Regions from separate parts of the Xenopus laevis genome. Here region 2 is linked to region 1. A link is a contact called in public Hi-C data. All regions are on one chromosome and are shown on one strand. Each heading gives the region's core, a stretch centred on a gene start, on an enhancer-like site or on the middle of the called end of the contact. The rest is flanking DNA. Distances are from core to core; before and after follow the strand shown.

Region 1 (3,727 bases), core at 448-2,947:
CAAAAAGTACATCATTTTGGCTTAGTTCCAACTCTTTAGGCCTGCAAATAATGCATTGTGAATAATTAAGTACAAAAAATAAGAAAATCCTATGCAGCGCTAAAAAAACCCACCAAATTACAGCTTTTAATAAGGTGCTCTCACAGTTTGAGCATCAGCCAGTACCTATAAGCTCTCTCCCCACAAACATAATAATAGGGTGTAGGCCATTATTAGCACACCCACTAGTTGGAAGACTGCAATTAATTTTAAAGGATAAGCAGTCCTTTTATTTTAGAATCCTCTAAAATTATTCTAAACAGCCCCCAGAATAACATACCTTTCTCCCCTCATTCAGGCTTGAGAACAGATACCATTCAAGATGTTCTACTCTACACACCTGAAATAGATTTGGTAATGGAATACATTTGAAATAAAATGCTCATCAACATGTTACACTATGGAGCACATTTACTTAGCTCGAGTGAAGGAATAGAAGAAAAAATACTTTGAATTTCGAATGTTTTTTTTGACTACTTCGACCATCAAATTGGCTACTTTGACCTTCGAATTGAACGATTCAAACTAAAAATCGTTCAACTATTCGATAGTTGATGTTATGTCTCTTTAAAAAAAACTTCGACCCCCTACTTCGCCAACTAAAACCTACCGAGCATCAATGTTCGCCTATGGGGAAGGTCCCCATAGGCTTTCTAGAAAATTTCTGATCGAAGGAATTTCGTTCGATCGATGGATTAAAATCATTCCAATCGTTCAATTCGAAGGGTTTAATCGCTCGATCGAACGATTATTCCTTCGATCGAACGAATAGTGCTAAATCCTTCGACATCGATATTCGAAGTCGAAGGATTTAACTTCGATGGTCGAATATCGAGGGTTAATTAACCCTCGATATTCGACCATTAGTCTGTGTGCCTCTGAATGCAGCTCTGTGGATCACCTGTGTGTATATCAGGATTGCAAATTATGAGTAACAGTTACACAATATAACTATGTAAGTATCAATATGTTACCATAATTATTATAAAGAAAATATTCTGTTTTCCAAGGAGGACAGGGCGGTCCTCTTGTACGCAATCTTGGGGGGTATTCTGATGTTAAAGGAAGCCATCCTTTTTGATGTATTTTGAGGGGCTTGTTTTTTTATGGCTCTTATATTTTTAATAAAACTGTAACCTTGATTTCCATACTAAGGAGATATGCTGAGTTTACTGGGTATGTAGTGGGTTAATACAGGGGTTTTCTTCTAAAAGGTTAATTATATAGCCATGATCTGGGGAATACACAAGATGGAGCAATCGGGTACACTGGACTTCTCGCCCTGCTGAACACAGTAAGGGGGTGGGGCTAGGGTTCTCACATATCACCATAAACAGTGTTTCCTTAAAATACCGGACACAATGTAAAGAAAAATAATAATAAATCTTAATTATTAATAACTGTAAATAATGCACCGTATCTTATCCATTACTCAGTATCTCCTGAATACGTCTATGTCTTACGCCAGCTATGATTTACGCAATCCTACCACCTGAAGCAACCAATCAGCTATGTCCACGAGCTATACCCTACATGCAGGAAGTATTTCCCTTTCACGCCCGGCTGTAAGATGTCTGAAATAGCATGACTGCAAGGTGTTGGAGAACGTCGAATTACTTGTCCTGGCTCCTCCCTTTCCGACAAACTAGTTCCGGTCTCCTGCCTCCATGGCCCGGTTGCTCCCCGTCCTCCTCGCGCTGCTCTTTTGCGGCTACGTGCGGTCCATCTCTTTTTCATTGCCGCCAAACAGCCGCAAGTGTTTGCGAGAAGAAATTCACAAGAACGTGCTTGTGACTGGAGAGTACGAGCTGTCTGAGGCCCACAATCAGGGCCAAGTGCGGCTAAAGGTGAGACAACAGATGGGGTGGGGATGCCTAATGAAAGTAACCATAAGTTCCTTGTCCGCAGCAACACTCCGAGCTTGTAGAGGGAGGATGCTAATGCTGGTAGCGCAGTGACAACACGGAAGTTTGCCCACATATGGTGTGGGTCCTCGGAGAATAGCGTGAGCCTTTGTTGGAGGAGACCAAATGTCCCTTGCAAGTGGGGGTACTCTATGAGTGGTATCCTGGGAAAGTGAAGATTTCTTTGTGAGGAGCGCTGTAAGGGGGTGGCTAAATGTCATTGCTGCGTGTGGGTGGTGTGACGTCGACACTGAACGCATTGTTTGTTATAATGTACAAAGGCAGAAATTATACTCAGAATTGAGGTTGAGGCGTCAGAAGAGGCGGTAAATTTGTCGGAATGAGGGACCGATCACGCGAGAACGGCTCACAGAACAAATACCTGTCCCCTTCCAACCCCCACATACCCCCGGCCTGGGAAGAAGCAGGTGTTCAGCTGTTGAGGGCGTGACCGCATGTGCTTATAGGAATGCTGGGAGACCTATATACTTGCCTAGTGTACTGTATAGTGTCTGTAATTATCAAACATCAGCCTGTATCAGTTGGGTATATGCTGGCACAGCTGGGGGGCTGCAGTTTGGCCTCTATCAGGAAGACTGGTGATTCCCTCCTGAAACTGCTGTCCCAGTTTGCATACAAAGCCTTTCCCCAGTGCTTCCATCTGAGACTTTCCTTCTTGCCATTTTCTATACATTCTAACTAAAGGCCTGTATATGTCATATTTTGACAATTTGTTTTGCTTGTTCATTCTTATGATCTCAACAGTCTCTTGTTCTCCTGGAACATAAAGTATTCCTGAGAGTTCCTTATGCTTTGTATCATCACAAGCTCTCCATTTATTTGCCTTGGAGCTGAATGTCAGGGTTTCATTTATTTGTATGTTGGCTGGTAGAGTATGGCTGGGTTTATGAAGAAAAAATTTAGATTTCTGAACACAGAAATAAGGCTTGTACAGGAGCATTAAAGGAAAACTATACCCCCAAAACGAACACTTAAGCAACAGATAGTTCATATCATATTAAGTGGCATATTAAAGAATCTTACCAAACTGGAATATATATTTAAGTAAATATTGCCCTTTTACATCTCTTGCCTTGAGCCACCATTTGGTTATGTTCTCTGTGCTGCCTCAGAGATCACCTGACCAGAAATACTACAGCTCTAACTGTAACAGGAAGAAGTGTGGAAGCAAATGACACAACTCTGTCTGTTAATTGGCTCATTAGCAGAAGAAATTCGGATGCACACCTAAGATTGCAGTGGTGTCCAAAATAGTGATTTATTTGTAGCCCAAAGTATACATCACAAAGGGGCAACGTTTCGGACCCCTCTGGGTCCTTTATCAAGGCTTGATAAAGGACCCAGAGGGGTCCGAAACGTTGCCCTTTTGTGATGTATACTTTGGGCTACAAATAAATCACTATTTTGCACACCACTGCAATCTTAGGTGTGCATCCGAATTTCTTCTGCTATTGACTCAGTGACCCTTATGCGAGGGAAGGGTCTTCCGGATCAGCACCCTACACTTACAACAAGTGTGTAAGGGATCAGGTAGAGCTCTTCATATTTGTGCATTGTTAATTGGCTCATGTGACCTAACATATATGGTTTGTTGGTATGTTTGTGAGTACAGTGAATCCTACGATCCCAGGGGGCGGCCCTTATTTTTTAAAATGGCAATTTTCTGATTACCCAATGGCACATACTACTAGAAAAGTATATTATTATGAAAATGGTTTATTTACATGAAGCAGGATTTTACATATGAGCTGGTTTATGCAATA
Region 2 (3,326 bases), core at 222-2,721, 260 kb after region 1:
GCCTGGATCTTGGTGGCCTGCCCACAAATCCAGGCCTGAAATTCCCTCTATATAAATTATTTAAATCTTGTTTCCTTTGTTCTTTTGAAATCCACAATGATAGCAAAGAGACAGGTGCCATTTTGTGAACAAACTCAGCTTTACATCGCCTAAAATCTTGTGTATTCCCCAGAAAGGGGACATGATGACCATGCACAAACTACACAATGAGTAGAATAGGGGAATGTGAGGAGTCCTGTGGCTGAGGCATAAAGGCAGGAAAGGCTGCCTTTATGGTTATACCAGGCATGGAAGTTTTAATGAAAACATAATTTGGGTTTCATATTTAAAGGAGAAGGGATAGCCACTGGGGGTGCCAAACTGATGAATTATAATCTCTTACCTGATACCCCAGGCCAGTGAACCTTTTTGTTGAAAAGTGCACCAACCCAGTGTACTACTGCCGGAGTGCCACACAGTCATCTTCTTCTTCTGGATTTCCGTTTACATTCTGGTCCAGTTGTACAGGTGCTGTGAAAAGGCAAACTCAAAAGCAAAAAGACTGGCTTTTCATTCTACATGCCCTGCACTCCTGGGCTGAAGAGAAAAAAAGCAGAAGATCGTGATCTGGTGCTCCTATAGTTGTATCTCTGACCAGTGCAGTTTGCAGCAAACAGGAGTGCCAGCAAGGGCTATCAGGGGTCCGGGGACCCAACTTACCCCCAGTAATAATACATTTCCTTCTCTTTTAATTTGATAAGGACATTTATTATACAGCTTTTTATGATAGGTTGACAAGCATGGCCAGTAACACCACAAATTTAAGTGCCCTAAAAGTGCCAATATACTACTGGCAGAGCTGCTTTTGGTCCTGACCAAACAGCACGTCATTACTTTTAACTGAAATTACCTCAACAAATATTGTGCAGCAAACTTGATTGTGAGCATTTCTGGGCCCAAATCCACATTTATTTTTAATAAATTACAGGGTTCTCACCAGGATTTCGCCAGCTGTGTGGTATGAGCTATAGTCTGCAGACCCAATAAAATTGGTGGGCTTTAAGCAGTTCGTCTGTGACTGACCTCCACTCACTGTCTGGCCATTTGTAGGTTCTGGCAAATCCCAGAGGGGCTGCTGTAAGATGCCATAGACAATCACTATTTAGTGGGCTGGTGGGGAGCTGATTGGTCCTCTGTGCACCTGAAATGCCAGGACCTATTTTGACTCCCAGGTCCTTGATGTGATCTTAATACTGCTTGTTATGGTCTGAATACTGAATGTCAGAGCTGCCGGGGTTATTATACAGGCCATCTGACAACTGCTATCTCTACTTCCACTCACATGTGCACCACCTGCACTCTCTGGCAGTGGCACTAAGTTCCCACTTAACCTGCACCTAAATGCTGATATCCCTAACTTGTGCACAGTCAGGGTCGGTCTGGAGGGCCCAGGGCCCCCCAAGACTCCAGTCCAGGGCCCCCATCCCCCTACTGCAATGCGACGTGCGGCGCCCCCTCGGCACGCATGTTCACACTGTGCTGCGCATCGCAGAAAATCCTTTTTTTATAAAACAAAAATGAGCATCGGGAGAGGGGGTCTGGCTGTTGGGGGCCCATGAGGGTCAAGCCCACCGGGTTCTTTCCCGGTGTCCCACCGGGCCAGTCCGACACTGTGCACAGTAACCTCCAGGGTTTTACCCCACAACCTACCTCCTCCTTTGAGCCAAAGCTGTCCTTACTATCTTTCCTATCTGCCTTCTAACACTGAGGCACTATTAGAAGGTCTTAACTTTCCCTAGCTAGCTTTCTGGGTTGAGAAAACTTTGGGCAAAAAGCCTTTTCCTAAACCCAACACTCTTAACCACAGGCACAAACAAATGCTGAATGTGAAAAAAAGCATGTTTTGCGTTTATAAATGCCGGCAAGTGCATTTTTATCAGTTCCATTGCAACTCTCTATTCTACTTGCGTCTAATCAAACACAATGAAATGCAAATGGAATTAAACACAACCCAGGAATCAATTAAAGAATGTGTTTAGGTGTGATCAAAGTGCGTCAAACACATAAAATGCCTGTGCATGTGAGCCCTTATATGGGTTTTTTAGGCCTGGTAGCTCTGGAAACTTCCTTGGCCTCGGGGAATCCCACACATAACAAACCTTTGGGTTTTCTGCCATCTACTGGTGAAAACTAAACTGTACTAGTACAGTACTGTATTTTATTCCACTTCCTTACAGAATTTGTTAAGGCAGAATATGGTGGTACTGAAAGATATAAAAACAGAAAATACACTTCAAAGAAAATATTTTTGCGGTTTTTTGATCCCTTAAATTAGGCTTTAATGTCTTTCTTGGTTGTTTTTTTTTTGTTGCAAAAACTAAAGGAAGGACATTTTTGAGATAGTGATGTTGTTGTGAAGAAACATATTTGCAAATGACTGAAATTGAAAAAATTAAATATAACTTATTTAAAATGTTTTGTGGCCTGGCATGACCCTATGAGGCTATCTCATTCAAGGCTATCTACCTCTGCTGTTGCTTTATGAACAAGTTCTTTTTTATAGCCTTTCTCTAAGAAGTGAGGGAGTTTTTAGCTTCTTCATATTTGTTGGGTCCAGAGGAGATTCTTTTGGTCCTTATGAATTGCCTTTTAGGGATTGCTCTTTTAATTTTTGGGCTGTGAAAGCTATTTACATGCAACAAATTGTTTTTATCCACTGGCTGTCAGTGTGTATTCTGCCCTCTGAAATGCTTAATTTAACGTCCAGAAAATGTATTTAATGGTGGAAGACATACAGAGCCTCTACACCTCTATACCGCAAACTGAGGGTATGCTATAGAAGATTTATTACTAACTACGGATTTATCTAACCAAAAAAATCCTACTTGACTGCTTGAACATGGTATTGACTAAGAACTACTTCATGTTTGAAAATGTATTTTATTGACAATCTCAAGGGACGTCAATGGGGGCTACAGTTGCTCCCTCATACGCTAACTTATTTGTGCATACCCTAGATAATGGATATTAAATGGATATTATATGAACTACTTTGTTACTATATTTATCACATGAACTTTCTGGATTTCCTCTGGCCTCCAGCAACCATATACAGGAGCACCTGAAGTAATTGGACTAATTATGCTAATTCGTTTTTGGTGGGGGTTTTGCAGGGTGGGCTTAAATAGGCATTTGGTGTTCTGTTCACAAACTTGAGAAAGGGCACCGCTCTGGGCCCGAAACATGTCGTGGCAGCAAGTCTGAAATAAAACCTCACTTCAGCAGTAATCTGCTTTGTCGAGTGCTCTCCTTTCTACAATCCATAGCACTAGTCAATCAAGTTAACT

What was found. Hi-C and Micro-C count contacts between places; a contact is called where the count stands out from the background.
Region 2: a Hi-C map of the XTC cell line shows a contact between it and region 1, with 4 times the contacts expected there. The contact joins the enhancer-like site here to the promoter of LOC779015 in region 1. A contact is called at or near these places in 2 of 4 Hi-C or Micro-C datasets (the XL177 cell line and the XTC cell line).

What each region holds. Positions count from the first base shown.
Region 1 is chr8L:73,512,197-73,515,923 of Xenopus_laevis_v10.1, forward strand. It overlaps LOC779015 (p24 delta1 putative cargo receptor), which reads left to right and starts at 1,698. Exons shown (of 5, transcript NM_001096701.1): 1 at 1,698-1,886. The coding sequence starts at 1,707. It overlaps LOC121396841 (a long non-coding RNA gene), which reads right to left and starts at 565. Exons shown (of 2, transcript XR_005963171.1): 1 at 320-565; 2 at 1-41.
Region 2 is chr8L:73,773,865-73,777,190 of Xenopus_laevis_v10.1, forward strand. No RefSeq gene overlaps it. Among protein-coding and RNA genes, the nearest start is that of cipc.L, 14 kb to the right of the region's middle. Within about 2 kb of position 1,472, at least 1 of the 7 cell types and tissues checked has an H3K27ac peak or open chromatin away from gene starts, as enhancers often do.